Linked DNA regions of Triticum aestivum: region 1 is linked to region 2. A link is a contact called in public Hi-C data. All regions are on one chromosome and are shown on one strand. Each heading gives the region's core, a stretch centred on a gene start, on an enhancer-like site or on the middle of the called end of the contact. The rest is flanking DNA. Distances are from core to core; before and after follow the strand shown. Region 1 has its middle 63 kb from the start of LOC123077409. Region 2 holds the start of LOC123077408 (transcription factor IIIB 60 kDa subunit).

Evidence for each region. A called contact is a pair of places that touch in the nucleus more often than the background predicts.
Region 1: a Hi-C map of leaf shows a contact between it and region 2, with 2.5 times the contacts expected there. The contact joins the enhancer-like site here to the promoter of LOC123077408 in region 2. A contact is called at or near these places in 3 of 5 Hi-C or Micro-C datasets (all in leaf).

The regions. Positions count from the first base shown.
Region 1 is chr3D:59,979,502-59,982,931 of IWGSC CS RefSeq v2.1, reverse strand. No RefSeq gene overlaps it. Among protein-coding and RNA genes, the nearest start is that of LOC123077409, 63 kb to the right of the region's middle. Within about 2 kb of position 1,756, at least 1 of the 8 cell types and tissues checked has an H3K27ac peak or open chromatin away from gene starts, as enhancers often do. A contact at or near this core is called in leaf, where this site is marked.
Region 2 is chr3D:59,374,259-59,377,937 of IWGSC CS RefSeq v2.1, reverse strand. LOC123077408 (transcription factor IIIB 60 kDa subunit) reads left to right here and starts at 1,519. Exons shown (of 20, transcript XM_044499680.1): 1 at 1,519-1,819; 2 at 2,664-2,815; 3 at 2,987-3,068; 4 at 3,155-3,230; 5 at 3,311-3,396; 6 at 3,487-3,563. The coding sequence starts at 2,751.

The DNA.
Region 1 (3,430 bases), core at 507-3,006, 600 kb before region 2:
TGCTTTGTCTTCAGTAGCCAGAAACAGCAACTCACCTCTGCAAAGACTGCCTCTTCACAGTCGCGGTCTGGAACCAGGTGAACACTTGGACTAACGAAGGCGTTCCAATCTCGGGCTTCCTCCCGGAGCCAGGAAACGTGTCAAACTGGTGGGACAAGACTCTCAATTCACAGACCAATCAAGTGCGCAAGAGGCGCAGTGGAAGAATCATTTACACAATATGGTCCATATGGAAGGAGCGAAATAGGCAGGTGTTCACTGGACAAAGGTGGACACATCGCAAGGTGGCGGCTCTAGCCCTAGACGCAATCAATCAGCGGGGCCTGGCGTTTGCTGCCAGCCTGCCAACCGCAGGCATTGGTTAATCTAGTTTCTAGGTTGGTCTTTTTTTGGTTTCTGCGACGTTCCCTAAAAACGCTCGCCCCTCTGTAAATTGCTTCCTTTCACCATCTCTTCTATAAGAAAAAGGCAGTGCTCCTGCCGGTTCCTCAAAAAAAAAACATAAAAAAGAAAACCAAACGAAAAATAAAGAGAAAATTGAAAAAAAAACAAAGAAAAAGGAAGAGAGAGCCTGCGCTACTTTGGCCAGCCCAAATACACGGTCATGACCAGCGGTGGGTGCGCGTTTTATCGACAAATTTTCAATTGATTCATCATACACTGATTATTATGTTTTATCTAGCGTTGTAATGGATTAAACTCAATATAAAATTGCTTAAATATTCAACAAATTTTGAAGGAATTATCCCAAGACCGACTCCATCCGTTCATGGCCCATCATTTCCAAAGCGACACAAATTGTAAAAAGAAGGATCTGAACGCCCCCACGTTGCTCCCTAGGGTGATTCCTGCGACTACTAATCTTCGCCGCCAAGGAGCCTCCTCCCCTCCCTTCCTTCCTCGCCATCGCTGTTTGGCGCCATCAGGCAAAGCTTCCGGTGGCAGACAATAGTAGCGAGCCATCTCCCATCTCGACCCGCTTCCTTTGCCAAAGGCTGATCCTTTCCCCTTTTTGCTTCCGCTTGAGTCATCTCTAATGGAGTCTCGTCCTCCATTGCCGTCGGATGTTCCCATGAGGGATTACGCCGTCCTATTCGCTACCTCCTCCAGGTCTGGGCGGTGCTTCCTCCGGCAAGGTGACAGTCTGCGATGATGTGCTCCGACGACTGTGATGGTCCGCGTGATGGATACTCATGCTTGCGGCCATACCCTCGGCACGGATTTGCGGTGGCAATAGAAAGGTTTTTTTATAATGTTCCTCTCTTTATATCCGGTGGCTGCTGCTGGAGGCTCATACACGCGTAATTGTGGGATGTAGTCGGAAGGCTCCTTCGTTGATTTTGGCGGTTCTCACTCTGTTCAATTTGTTTTCAACGTGTTGTTGTTGAAGAACCTCGTTGTCTCTGTGTTGTCAAGAGATGATTGTCACGGATATGATCATTGTTGTAGTTTGTCGGTCGCCATTTTGACCGGGTTTTTCTCTCGCTTACGCATAGTTTTGATTTTTTACGACTTTGTTATTTGTCGGCATGTTTTTAGTGTGTGCATTGATGTTTGACGTGCGCGTCCTAACTTTGCAGAGGCCAAGTGTGTGGTCATTTATTTTTGTATTTATTTCATGTTTTATTTTAAATCAATAAAAACACCTTTTTCTCGAAGAAATCATTTTCAGAGCAATTTGGCCACAACCACAAACCGGAGCCAAGTGACAAGTGACATCATGGCGGCTCACGACCACGGAGCACGAAACCGCTATTCATCTCGTGCCGCTGCCGCCCCAAGGCCCCCAAGCGCTTGCCCTGTCCTTGTCGTGGACGTGGAGAACGCATCCGATCGTCCGGTCGGACATTCTTTGGACACTGACCCTTGGCGGCCCGTACTTGCTTTCTTCTGCACGGAGACCACCCGATTCAAATGCCAAAGCTCGAGCAGCTACCGAACAGTACTACCCGCTCGATCTGATTGCTGAGATTTAACCAAGCCCCTCTCGAACACTGTTCTCAAAGCGAACTACTCATGGACGGGCATAGCTCCCGACCGTCTGCATCGCCGACAAGTTGGATGGCAGTACGATATGAATATGAATGAATGGCGGTAGTGGGAGTAGCGAAGTACAATAGTGTATGTGCTAACTGCCCGGTCGAGAATGCCATGGACTACATGACAGGAATGCCGAAACGCACGAGAAGATGATAACGACGTCGGTTTCGCCAGAGCGAGCCAACGCCCAACATGGTCCGTCCGTCCGCTACAGGACGCTAGATGTTCATCATGCATGACACTTTGCAAACGTCTCCGAGATAGAGTTGATATTATTATATATGCGCCGAATTATAGTTAATCCACGTACTGATCGTCACCGAGTCTCCAATCGTACGTTTTTGGCGATTGTTGCTATATTTTTTTGGCGATTGTTTTGCTATATATATGCATACAAAAAAAAGGGACACATGTTACCACGACAATTGCATTATTTCAGGGGTCACTAACTCGTAAAAATTATGTGTTGACATACTCCCTCCTGTTCTTTTTAGTCTGCATATAAGTTTTATCCTAAGTTAAAGTTTCTCTATTTTAATCAAATTTATAAAAAAATATCAACATCACAATGACAAATCAATATTGTTAGGTTCATCACAAAATTTAGTTTCATAGTATATATATTTGATATATTATATATGTTATTTTTAAATAAAAAATTGTTAAATTTAACCTCATACAAATCTAACACGCGGAATAAAAAGGACTGGAGGGATACGTAAACTGGTAAACCAGCATTGGATACCGAACACCAGGGCCCATGGCCATACCATAAGTCGTTATCACTTGTTACAACTGTACCTACACCGAACCACCATGTTTTGAATAACCAGCTCATCCGAGCATGCATGAGACCGCCCTACCTATGATACAAGGCTCCAACAATTTCCCAATAAGCTTCCTGAGTTAATTAAGTGCTCGACTTTTAGAGCCTGAAATTTTGCTCATGTCACCTAATGTGTTTGACGCACGGCAGCGATAATATATTTTCTTATGCATGCGTTCGGCCGGGTGATCTGACCTGAGAGTGAGACCCCTGAGCCGTGACATGCAAAAATCTGAAACGCGAGTCCGTTCATCTGACGGCAAGGAGACAGGCGTACATCACTAGATCGATGAGTGACGCGCAAAATCGAGCTCACGTGCGCAGGAAATCAGCTACCTAGGCTCCAATTCAAACACACACGCCCTGTTTCAAATCCCAGATTTCTGTCTTGTGTAAAGTGAACAGTTATCTGCGAAATGTTGACATAAGAGTGCACATCCGCTTGTACCCATCAATTTATTAGACTATTGGGTGGTACAAGTAGTTACATAAACCTAGTGCAGTATGGGTATGCCGACAGATACTATGTCGGTTTTGGGAGTCGGTGTTGGAGATGCCCTAATG
Region 2 (3,679 bases), core at 270-2,769:
CCCGAGATTCGATCGTCGGTATCCCAATACCTTGTTCAATCTCGTTACCGGCAAGTCTCTTTACTCGTACCGCAATGCATGATCCCGTGACTAACGCCTTAGTCACATTGAGCTCATTATGATGATGCATTACCGAGTGGGCCCAGAGATACCTCTCCGTCATACGGAGTGACAAATCCCAGTCTCGATCCGTGCCAACCCAACAAACACTTTCGGAGATACCCGTAGTGTACCTTTATAGTCACCCAGTTACGTTGTGACGTTTGGCACACCCAAAGTACTCCTACGGTATCCGGGAGTTGCACGATCTCATGGTCTAAGGAGAAGATACTTGACATTGGAAAAGCTCTAGCAAACGAACTACACGATCTTTGAGCTATGCTTAGGATTGGGTCTTGTCCATCACATCATTCTCCTAATGATGTGATCCCGTTATCAATGACATCCAATGTCCATAGTCAGGAAACCATGACTATCTGTTGATCAACGAGCTAGTCAACTAGAGGCTTACTAGGGACACGTTGTGGTCTATGTATTCACACATGCATTACGATTTCCGAATAACACAATTATAGCATGAATAATAGACAATTACCATGAACAAAGAAATATAATAATAACCTTTTATTATTGCCTCTAGGGCATATTTCCAACAGTGCCCCCCTCCACCGTTTACTCCTCCGGTCATATTGTCGTAGTGCTTAGGTGAAGCCCTGCGCGGATAACTTCACCGTCATCACGTCGTCGTGCTGACGAATCTCTCCCTCGGCACTTTGCTGGATCAAGAGTTCGAGGGACGTCATCGAGCTGAACGTGTGCAGAACTCGGAGGTGCCGCACGTTCGGTGCTTGATCGGTTGGATCGAGAAGACGTTCGACTACATCAACCGCATTAAGCTAACGCTTCCGCTTTCGGTCTACGAGGGTACGTGGACACACTCTCCCCCTCTCGTTGCTATGCATCTCCTAGATAGATCTTGCGTGATCGTAGGAATTTTTTTGAAATTGCATGTTACGTTCCCAACAAGAAGATCTTTGTGCAACACACATGGTCTTTCCATTATATTAACCAAGGGTTATGCAATACTCATGATCTCGCCAGAATGGAAGGAGTATAAGTGGTGACACTGAAAGGTCGTAGTGTTGATATAAAGGGCATAGACCTATGAATGGTCTCGAGACATGCTTATCGGGCTATACGGACATATGCTATTATTTTCTTCTGTTGCAATGCAAGTCTTTTTGCTAGTAGAAGATACATAAAAAACAAAGCAAAAACCAAGGACCGCCATAGCTGGTGAACAGGCGGCCAGCAGTGATGGCATTTGCGAACGTTGGGGGATGTAGTTTATGTGGCTGGTGCAGAACTGTCATGGCAGTTTGTTTAAATCGTGGATAAATTTTTGCAAAAACTGCCACCGTCTGATCTGGATCTGACGGCTCTGGTGGCGTTCCCTGGGATCCCATCCCAGCGAACGTTCGCCAGATAGCATTTCCCAAAACCAAAGCTGACTGGTAGAAACCTCGATGAACCCTCGGCCCTCGCCGCTCTACCATTCCGTGTTCCTCCTCCCTTGCCCCGGCCCGGCCAGGCGGCCGCTTCTTCCTCTTCCCACACCTCCGTGCTGCCGCCCGGCGATCCTCCCCGCCTCCCGCTTCTGCCCAACCTCTCGTCCCCGACGCGCCACTCCCCTGGAGTTGTGCTGCCGCCGATCCCAACCCTAGACGCCCCCCTCCACTGAAGCAGCGCCGCCGCCGCCCAGGCCCCTGACGCCGCCCTCTACCTGCTGCGCCGCCACGCAGCCTCCACACCGAGGCGTGTAAGGCTATTCTCACTCTTTACTTTTTGGCCACTCTAAGATTGGATGGGTTGTGTGTAAAGAATACAATTTGGTTGGTTCTTTTGCTTTTCACTAACTGGACTGGGTTTACCGATCTTGGAATTAGAGAGATTTAAAATTTAATTTAGTGGTGTGTGTTAGAATGCAACTAGCACTACATTATTGGATTCAAATGCCTTGCATCATGTTGTCAACCATAGATGTGTCCTCTAATTCTGCTGATGCATCCACATTTTGAGTTGACGAGGCTGCTCTTGCTCTGCTGCCATTGCTCCTGAGCCACCACTACTTGTGGGGGACAAGCCAAGAAAGCTGCTCGATGCCGTCCTAAGAAGTGGTACTATACTTACTACTACTGCGTTGGGACTAGGGGATTCACGCGGAACATTGGTCAGGACGCTGTTGCCAGCGGCATAACTATGTGCTTTCAAAGATCTCAACACTTTTTTTGAGTTGAAAGCTTAGTTTAGTTTCATTGTTGTAACTTCATGGTCGATTTTGAATTGGGAGTTAAAATTCAGTGTGTTGAATTTTAGTCTTCCCGCACTGAACATTTAATCCTAGAAATCAAAAGTAGTGCCTGAATGTATTGATATTTGTTCGGACTGGAATACAGCCTGTCCTGCTCCCGTGTTTGACCTCCAGAGTAAGTGCACACACAGTTCAGAAGCAGGTCGCCCCTTGCCTGCTAGTTGTAATGCTCCAACTGTAAATGTGTTGTTAGATTGGAACTGGGTAGAAAAACAATCCAAATCGAAGTCTACTATTCCTTTACTTGTATTTACTTCACAATCTGAATAGATTCCTTTTTTTCCTTTTGAAGGTTGAAGACCACATTCCTTGTAATCCTCTTATTTGAAGGCTAATTGGAGTTGGATCATTCTCCTAGGTCTACTACTTCTGTTCACCAATGGTTTACTGTACTCACTGTGCTGATTATTGCCCATACATAAAGGATCCTGACAAAGGATATATGTGAGATCCTCTTTCCTGTTCTTTCTTTGTTATTCTTATTGCATCTGCAATCAGGCCGTATAATTGTTTGTATACATGATTTTGTTGATCAGCCTGTTACTTCTTGCTTAATAGATTTCTATTAAGCAGCTTCAGCGATTGTTCATGTGTCTTGTCATGTTTGATGGTCAGATGTTGTGGGACGTGTGGAAAGGTTCTTGATCAGGAGATTTACACCGATGAGCCTACTTTTGTCAAGGACAGTTCCGGAGCGGTTGGTCTTATTATTGTGCTTCTCATTATTCACTTTCTTAATTTATCTGTGTAGTTTGTGAGGTTGACTTTCTTGGATGTGTGCAGAGCAGGCTGGCTGGAAACATACTGAGCAGCATCGAGAGTGGGAGTTCACTATCCCATGAAAGGACTTTAATGAAAGGTATGGCTTCTAGGGCACTCCTTTTTTGTATTGATTGTTCTTCCCACTTTGTGAATTAAGCCTGTGATTAATTTCTGTAGGGAGAGACGAGATTTGGCAGATTGTCACTAGCTTACATGTTGGTGGTGGAGATACTATCATTGATATGGCTCATAAATTTTATACAGTATGGATTTTTGTTATCACTCAGTAACTATCTTCTCTGAAATAGTTATGGTAAATTATGAAAATGACATTTCTTTTTGTTGAAGTGTAGCTAGCTGTGGACCATAATTTTACAAGGGGCCGTCGAACAACTCATGTTGCAGCAGCTTGTCTTTACATTGCCTGCCGGTACGCTATCACCTAATTAACAGTTTGTCTCTTGTTGCTTTATTGTAAGCCTTCCTATCCATTTTGCCCTTGTTCATATATGACCTTGTCCTCCCCCATTTTGGGTGGGGCTAGGA